2 separate regions of the Pan troglodytes genome follow, and region 1 is linked to region 2. A link is a contact called in public Hi-C data. All regions are on one chromosome and are shown on one strand. The core of a region is the stretch at or near the end of the contact, and the rest is flanking DNA. Distances in the headings are between cores, read along the strand shown.

Region 1 (4,244 bases), core at 1,123-3,622, 240 kb after region 2:
GCTACAGGCTCTCTGCCTTTCGGGTTGCAGCAACCTCACAGATGCCTCTCTTACAGCCCTGGGTTTGAACTGTCCGCGACTGCAGTGAGTACACTGCACTTTTTGCTTTGCAGCTCAGAGTTTGGCTGAGTTAACCAAGAGGGCTTCCTTCAGGAGAGGACAGGCTTGCCAGGTAGTGGTGCTGGAGGCAGTAGTTATGTTGTTGTTGGCTTTTGTTGGGTAAATTGGGGTGGGGCGTGTATAAATCCAGTTCATTGGAGGATGTACTGGGAGAGTATAAAATGTCTACCACCAGTGAATCCAAACTTTAATTTCTTAATGAATGTCACACAGTTTCCCACCTAATTTACCTCATCATGTTATTGCTTTAAGCACCCGAGTGAGCACATAGTGAGGAGAGTGATAGCCTCACATCCAAAGGACATGAGCTTCTCCTCCAGAACTGCTGCCAAATGGACAGAATGAGGGGAATATCACAATCACCTTCTTACTTAGCTTCTTCCCCAGTAGGAGAAAAAGTTTTTAACAAATAATAATTTAGGCCAGGCATGGTGGCTCATGCCTGTAATCCCAACACTTTGGGATGCTGAGGTGGGTGGGTCACCTGAGGTCAGGAATTCGAAACCAGCCTGGCCAACATGGTGACACCTCGTCTCTACTAAAAATACAAAAATTAGTCGGGTTGGTGGCAGGTGCCTGTAATTCCAGCTACTCGGAATGCTGAGGCAGGAGAATTGCTTGAACCCGCGAGGCGGAGGTTGCAGTGAGCCAAGATTGTGCCACTGCACTCTAGTCTAGGCGACAGAGTGAGACCCCATCTCAAAAAAAAAAAAACAAAAAAACCCAATAATTTGTATTCTTATCCTCAAGGTAATAGATTATCATTACCAGCTATGAATATTAAAATTTTAACAATAGTAACAATAGTTGACTTCAGAACCAGCAACCTTAAACTTTATCCAAGAGGCAGAAAAAAAGATACTTTTTAAAAATCTCTACTTCCCAATGAAACTGATCCATTCCCACGCTCACACCAGTTCTGTATCTTTTAAGAATTGTATATTTCTGCTTTTACCAATTTTTCTTACTGTTGTAGAGAAGGTACTATATCATTTAGATATTTCTGCTTAGTAGAAGGAATTTGGGTGATCAAAACTGGCCAGAAAGGAGGTCAAAATTATTGCTGTAAGGGAGTGTTTAACTTAGAAATGTTATTCATGCACCCATCCCTATTAAGCATGGGTAATTGAGAATTAACTTATTTTTCATTGTCCACAAATTTTTTAAATTTCCTTTAGGGTACCTGGGAGTTTCCATAAATGCAGTAAATCTCAAGATGATTTTGTTGAGAAAAGTTCATTTTAAATGTGTTTAAAAAGTGAACAAGGCTGGGCATGGTGGCTCATGCCTGTAATCCCAGCACTTTGGGAGGCCGAGGTGGGTGGATTACCTGAGGTCAGGAGTTTGAGACCAGCCTGGCCAAGATGATGAAATCCCGTTTCTACTAAAAGTACAAAAATTAGCTGGGCATGGTGGCGGGCACCTGTAGTCCCAGCTACTTGGGAGACTGAGACGGGAGAATCATTTGAACCTGGGAGGCGGAGGCTGCAGTGAGCCAAGATGCTCCACTGCACTCCAGCCTGGGTGACAGTATGAGACGCTGTTTGCAAAACAAAACAAAACAAAAACAAAAACAAAAAACAAATATTAGAATACTATTTAAAAACAACATGCTGGTAAAGCAGGAAGATTCTTGGATTTACTTTCCAAGTTTGGGATGGAACTTCAGGGCTTTGGGCAGGTCACATTCCCTAAGGGCTGTTAACAGAAGCAAAAGCATGTCAAAGAGCAGAAAAGACTCAAGTATGCATAATAAAATATGTGTTTCCATTATTAACTAGTTGGTACCTTTTTCTCCCCTGTACCCACTTTCTCCTCAGAATTTTGGAGGCTGCCCGATGCTCCCATTTGACTGACGCAGGTTTTACACTTTTAGCTCGGGTAAGGCATAGATTTAAAGAATACAACCAAACTCTTAATTCACCTCCCGAATTCAAAGTGACTTGGAGTGGTTTTGGGTGTGCAAAAGACTACCTTCAGAAAAGACAGGCACAAAGTAGAGTAGAACCCTTGGGGTGTGTATTGCAGTTTTTCCAGTTAGCCAGAAATCTAGGGAAGTCCTATAGAGGGTTCTGTAAAGAGTCTGAGCCTCACGCGTGGTCAAGTGGGACCAGCCTCCTCCTGGCAGGAGACTCCATTCCTCATTGGACCCCAACTTGGCCTCTCAGCAGCTCCCCCTAACTGGGCTGTACCCTGCCCTTTGTCCTGCAAACACTGACCACTGGGGGCCCCTCTGGACCTGCTGCCAGGAACCCATGTCCTCCTGGGGCTGCTGATACACTTGGCTACCTCCACCCAACCCCCACAGTGTGGCTTAGTGCCCCATCCCCATGCCCTCCCAGAGTCTAGGCTATGGCTAAAATTTACCTGCTGATGTCTGCGAGCCACTGGGAAGGTTGTAGACAACTCTCTTTACAAGTTGAGAGAAGGAAATGCAGCCAGAGGCAGCCCTATTCCCATTTCCAAAGCACTGTAACTCAAAAGGCAGCTGTTCAGAAGTGCTGGTTTACTGGGTAGCTTTAGGAAGAGGGCATACTTCTTAACAGAAGAGAACAAGGACACTGGGCCAATACTCAGAGGGATAGGGCAAGCCACCATTGTTGCTGTCACCACTGACTCACATGTGGGGTGTGTCTTGTGGACTCTTCCAGAATTGCCACGAATTGGAGAAGATGGATCTTGAAGAATGCATCCTGGTGAGTGGACTCCTGACAGCCCTGCAGGGCAGCCTGCTCCTTAGTCACTGCTGGCCAGTACAGCACAGCCAGAGACACTGACTCGCTATCATCCTGACCCTCCTTGATCAACCTCAGTGGCAGGACTTGGAAACCTGTGAAGGCCATGGCAGTGGATGCGTGAACTTTTGGCCATTCTCAGTCATCAGACAGAACTACAGAAGAGAAGTTCAGGATAGCTCTATAAAATAAGCTTGCATGTCCAGTGATGGGGTGACTCCAAAGAGGAGAATCCTGGGAACCCTCCTTGCCCACTCCCTCTTTGTCTCTTGCCCCAAGCCTCCTTGGGCTACCAGAAGAGAGACCAAAGAACAGTTTTGCATCTCTAGAAGTGGGCAGATTTTAGAGTGCTGGTGAAGAGAGGAGCTCCCAGCCCCAGTGTTGGAGATGAGTTTTTAATTCTTTTACGCCTTTTGATTGTCGTGTTCAGGAGAAGCCAGGATTAGGTATTAAGTTCTGGTGTAGAAGCCATACTGACACAGCATGTTTCTCTCCAGATAACCGACAGCACACTCATCCAGCTCTCCATTCACTGTCCTAAACTGCAAGCCCTGGTGAGTCTGAGTTTTTCTGACATTATTCACCTGTTAAAGATGAAAGAGCCCTCCCACCACAACAAGAAGCTGTTTGGGTTCTCTTTCTGTAAGGTATCATCTCTCTTGATTTCAAAAATCTATTAATTGGGCTAACTTGGGAGGCAAGGTATCTAAATATTTGATTACTGCTTTCATTGAATTTGCAATTTTAAGATTCCCAAAAGAGAAATGTCCAGATCCAGATGGTTTTGTTGGGGAACTCTACCAAACATTTAAGGAATGAACATCTTTTTTTTTTTTTTTTGAAACAGGGTCTCACTCTATCGCCTAGGGTGGAAAGCAGTGGCACAATCTGAGCTCGCTACAACCTCCACCTCCCAGGTTCAAGCAATTCTCCTCCTCAGCCTTGCGGGGGGATTACAAACATGCGCCACCACGCCTGGCTAATTGTTGTATTTTTAGTAGAGACGGGGTTTCACCATGTTGGCCAGGCTGGTCTCGAACTCCTGACCTCAGGTGATCTGCCTGCCTCGGCCTCCCAAAGTGCTGGGATTACAGGTGTGAGGTACCGCACCTGACCTGAATTAGCATCAATTCTATACACTCTGTTTTAGGAAATAAGACAGGAAAACATTTTACAACTCTTTTTTTATTTTGAGACAGAGTCTTGCTCTGTCACCCAGGCTGGACTACAGTGGCGCGACCTCGGCTCACTGCAACCTCTGCCTCCTTGGTTCAAGCTATTCTCCTGCCTCATCCTCCCGAGTAGCTGGGATTACAGGCGTGCACCACCACGCCCAGCAAATTTTTGTATTTTTAGTAGAGACGGGGTTTCACCATGTTGGCCTGGCTG
Region 2 (4,318 bases), core at 67-2,566:
CAGGCTGGAGTGCAGTGGTGTGATCTTGACTTACTGCAACCTCCGCCTCCCAGGTTCAAGTGATTCCCCTTCCTCAGCCTCCTGAGTAGCTGGGATTACAGGTGTGTGCCACCACGCCTAGCTAATTTTTTGTAGTTTTAGTAGAGATGTGGTTTCACTATCTTGGCCAGGCTGGTCTTGAACTCCTGACCTCAAGTGATCCACCCACTTCAGTCTCCCAAAGTGCTGGGATTACAGGTGTGAGCCACTGCGCCTGTCCTGTTAGTTTCATTCTAGTTGGTCCTCCCTTGATCTGAAATGGGAGTTTCTCAATCAGAACGTTCTAGTGGACAATGGGAAGCAAACATGGGAGAGAAGGAAGTTCAGGGTTAGACTTCAGAGCCTGCGTGTTTCGGCTTTTCCTCCTCTCCCTGTACCTGACTTTGCCAAGTGCCACTTGTTCAAGCAGTGTGTCCCTTGGCAGTTCAGTTCCAATCACAGAAGAATTATTAGGGACAGTGGCAGCAGGACTTCCTCTGCCCTAATGAAATGCCAGGGTCTAGCGGTGGCAGGTTTCTGGCTAGAATAGATCCCCTGGGTCGCCCCTTCACACTCAGGAGTGGCTGGTCTCAGGGTGCCTTGGGAAGAGTGAGAGAGGTGATCTTGGCTTTAGCCCTCCTTTCCCACTGTGGTAATTGTGTTGTTTTTTTTTGGGGGGGGGGTTTCCTCTTTATCTCACCTCCCATCCTCTTCAGAACACAGTAAGCCTTGCACCCTGAAGGTCAGAAAAAGAAAAAGAATATGTATTATATAAATATAAAAAGCCATAAGGTCTTCTAGCTCACTGAGCATGGCTTGGTTCTAAATGTATGAAGCTAGAACACTAGGAATTTAGAAGTGTTCTGGATGCATGCGGGCTCTGGCAGCTCCCTGGGCCTCTGAAATCCTCACATGCCCTGAAAATCGCCCTGCATATCAGAAACTGGCAAAGACTTATCAACACTGGTGGACTGAGGCCTCTAGCTATGCTTGCTGCTTCCCAGGAAATCTGCTTTCGGGGATCAACAGTATGAATAAAGTGTACTTCCTGAAATGAGCTTCCTGAAAATCTGCCCCGTTTTGAATTTTTTCTAGACCACCTACCATGCTACATTGCTTGAGGGCAGGTGGTGTTATTTATATTTGAAGAGTAAATGCCCCTAAGGGCTGGCTTTAAAGTAGTCATTACAGGAAACAGCCACTGGGTGGCACAATTTATTCATACCCAAGCTTTGGCTTCTCCGGCCAACCACAGCTTTAGCAAAGGTACTGTTGTGTAAATTAGAGTGGAATGTGCCAGAATACATACCAGGGGCTTGTGTCTCATCACCTCTTCCTCATCCTGCACTCCCAAGACAAATCCCAAGCCCTGCAAAATCCCTATGCTGAAGGTACTGTCACAGGTGGGCAACACCAAGCAGAGAGGCTGGAGGTGGGAGTTCCATCCTCAGGAGGTGGCAAAACTAGGCGACTTTCCAAATCCCCTCCAACCCAGAGGCTCCACCATCCTTTGGGTTTTCCAGGTCTGGTTTAGCTGTAGGGGAGCTAACCTAGATCTGGAGACTGTGGTCCCATCCAGATGGGATCCAGACACTCTAGGCCCCAGATGAGACACCTGTTTGCTGAGCACATCCTCCCTATCTCCCTCAGCCCCAGGACAATCCAGCTTTTTCCAGCTGCTTCCAGGGACCTGAGACCAGCTCGGGTCACCAGAGCTGGAAGTGGAACATAGGCATTTCTCCATAGGCATGTGCCTAACTAGAACTAAGTTTCAAGCCTGGCCTCCAGGCTGCCGTGGAGACCCCATCTGTGGCCTGCCCACCCAGGGCTGCCAGTCGGCCCCAGGCTCTCTGAAGAAGGACTGTGGAGAAGGGGCTTGTTCATATGGCCTTTTTGTTTAGAAGCAGAGAAATTATAGGGTGTGGTTTGCTGATTTCTTCATTTGTCTTTTCTTCCCAACCCTAGTGAACGACCTGAAGAATGCAGCCCCCTGTGCAGTCAGCTACCTGCTCTTTGATCAGAATGACAAGGTCATGCAGCAGAACCTGGTGTATTACCAGTACCACAGGGACACTTGGGGCCTCTCGGATGAGCACTTCCAGCCCAGACCTGTAAGTCTGGTGCACCACACCTTCCCTTTTCTCTTCATTCTTGCCTTCTGGAGACTACCTCGTGCCTTAAGAGAAAGGGTTATTTTGGAAATAAAGGGGCTGGGCGCGGTGACTCATGCCTGTAAACCCAGCACTTTGGGAGGCCGAGGCAGGCGGATCATGATGTCAGGAGTTCGAGACCAGCCTGGCCAACACGGTGAAACCCCATCTCTACTAAACGTACAAAAATTAGCCAGGCGTGGTGGCACATGGCTGTAGTCCCAGCTACTTGGGAGGCTGAGGCAGAAGAATCACTTGAACCCAGGAGGCAGAGGTTGCAGTGAGCCAAGATTGCGCCAAAAAAAAGGAAATCAAGGAAAAGTCATTTTTTTCTGTAGTTTTGTGCATGTGTGTGTTTTAACATTTTACTGCTTCATTCTGATTTCTGAATCTGTAAAAACTCTACAAATTTCAAACATTACAGAAATATTTTACTTTGAAAACAAAATTCTCTCATAATCCTACACCTTCTTTCTCTCTCGGAAAACAAAATTCTCTCGTAATCCTACACCTTCTCTCTCTCTTTTTTTTTTGAGACAGAGTCTTGCTCTGTCACCCAGGCTAGAGTGCAGTGGCGTGATCTTGGCACACTGCATCCTCTGCCTCCTGGGTTCAAGCGATTCTCTTGCCTTAGCCTCCCGAGTAGCTGGGATTACAGGCGTGCACCAACATATCACGCTAATTTTTGTAGTTTTAGTAGAGATGGGGTTTCGCTGGGCTAGTCTCGAACTCCTGGCTTCAGGTGATCTGCCCACCTCAGCCTTTCAAAGTGCTGGGATTACAGGCGTGAGCCACTGCGCCCAGCCTGTGCCATCTCTTTATCTCCTGCTTTAAAGGTATATATTTACTCATATATATAGTAAATATTTGTGTATTTTTATAAAAACAAGGTCATATTTACATAGTTTTACAACTTTTTGCAACTTTCTTTGTCTTTCTGACAATTTGTCGTGAATATTTCTCCATGTCACATCCATGTATCATCTTAATTATTATCCTTTAACAGCTCCCTGGTAGTCTCTTTTGTGGATGGACCATCATTTAATTCCCTTGATAGGCAAACTGACCACTTAGCATGTGTTGTCAGTGAACCCCATTCATTATATATTACTTTCAAAAGATTTTTTCTAATTGATCTTTGCTCTTGTATTTTCATTGGGATTTCTGTATGCCATCTTGATTTTCGTAAGTTTGTCTTCCACTGAGGGCTGGCCACTCTTTTTTAAAAATTGAGATATAATTTATATAGGATAGAATTCACCTTTTTAAAGTGTACAATTCAGTGGTTGTTAGTATATTCAGAGTTATACAGCCATTACCACTATCTAATTTTAAACATTTTCATCACCTTAGAAAAAACCCCATATCCTGTTCCTCCCTCCTCCCAGTTCTAAGATGAAAAGGTTGGTCCTATAAACTGTTCTCTGTTGTGTCTGAACAGGAAGCAGTTCAGTTCTTTAATGTGACCACACTCCAGAAGGAGCTGTATGACTTTGCTAAGGAAAATATAATGGATGATGATGAGGTAAGTTTTCATGCTTAGCACATGTCTGGTGGCTAAGAGAAAATATTACTCACATCTTTGCTAAAATCACTGGAAGGCTGAGTCCTCCCTGAAGTAAGAAACAGAGGGGACCTTGAGAAAGACAGTTCCTGTGGGTGTTTCAGTGACAGTCAGAATGCTGGTATGGGAAAGAGTGGCTTTCTAGGAAACCTAGGCAGGAGTGCCACATTTCCTGATAGTGAAACGGGTGTGGGGCCACGCTCCAGGAATTCACAGTGGTCATTCTTCATCTTTTCACTTTATATAAAAACTGAATTTTTAATTGCTCAGCACTCTGAAGAGACATGGATACTCGCACCCTAATTTTTCTGCTAGACTATTGCTATTATTATTTTTTCTAAATTGCATCTTTACTGTAAGCATTTTGTCATTCTCTAGAATTGCTTGAAATTCCTGATTCCACCTTACTCAGCTGACCCCTTTTCTGACCCCGACTCAACTGGTTATGGAGTGGTCATTTTGTGATGGGGCAGCCTGGTCACAGAAAAGCCATCATTAGCGGTAGTATTTAGAGTATTTGCTTGGAACAAACTGGAAAATGCTTACTGAGAAGGCTGGGGACTTGTCAGCTATTGGAGCTGGAAGA

The links. Hi-C and Micro-C count contacts between places; a contact is called where the count stands out from the background.
Region 1: a Hi-C map of induced pluripotent stem cells shows a contact between it and region 2, with 3 times the contacts expected there. The contact joins two enhancer-like sites. A contact is called at or near these places in 5 of 7 Hi-C or Micro-C datasets (blood, induced pluripotent stem cells, a lymphoblastoid cell line and 1 more) and 1 of 1 other capture datasets (stem cell-derived neural stem cells).

What each region holds. Positions count from the first base shown.
Region 1 is chr2:37,385,204-37,389,447 of NHGRI_mPanTro3-v2.0_pri, forward strand. It overlaps FBXL2 (F-box and leucine rich repeat protein 2), which reads left to right. Exons shown (of 16, transcript XR_678860.4): 10 at 1-84; 11 at 1,941-2,001; 12 at 2,772-2,816; 13 at 3,353-3,502. Among named protein-coding and RNA genes, the nearest start is that of UBP1, 63 kb to the right of the region's middle. Within about 2 kb of position 2,373, at least 2 of the 24 cell types and tissues checked have an H3K27ac peak or open chromatin away from gene starts, as enhancers often do. A contact at or near this core is called in induced pluripotent stem cells and stem cell-derived neural stem cells, where this site is marked.
Region 2 is chr2:37,144,500-37,148,817 of NHGRI_mPanTro3-v2.0_pri, forward strand. CRTAP (cartilage associated protein) reads left to right here. Exons shown (of 7, transcript NM_001280476.1): 5 at 1,984-2,129; 6 at 3,610-3,693. Among named protein-coding and RNA genes, the nearest start is that of CRTAP, 19 kb to the left of the region's middle. Within about 2 kb of position 1,317, at least 4 of the 24 cell types and tissues checked have an H3K27ac peak or open chromatin away from gene starts, as enhancers often do. A contact at or near this core is called in induced pluripotent stem cells and stem cell-derived neural stem cells, where this site is marked.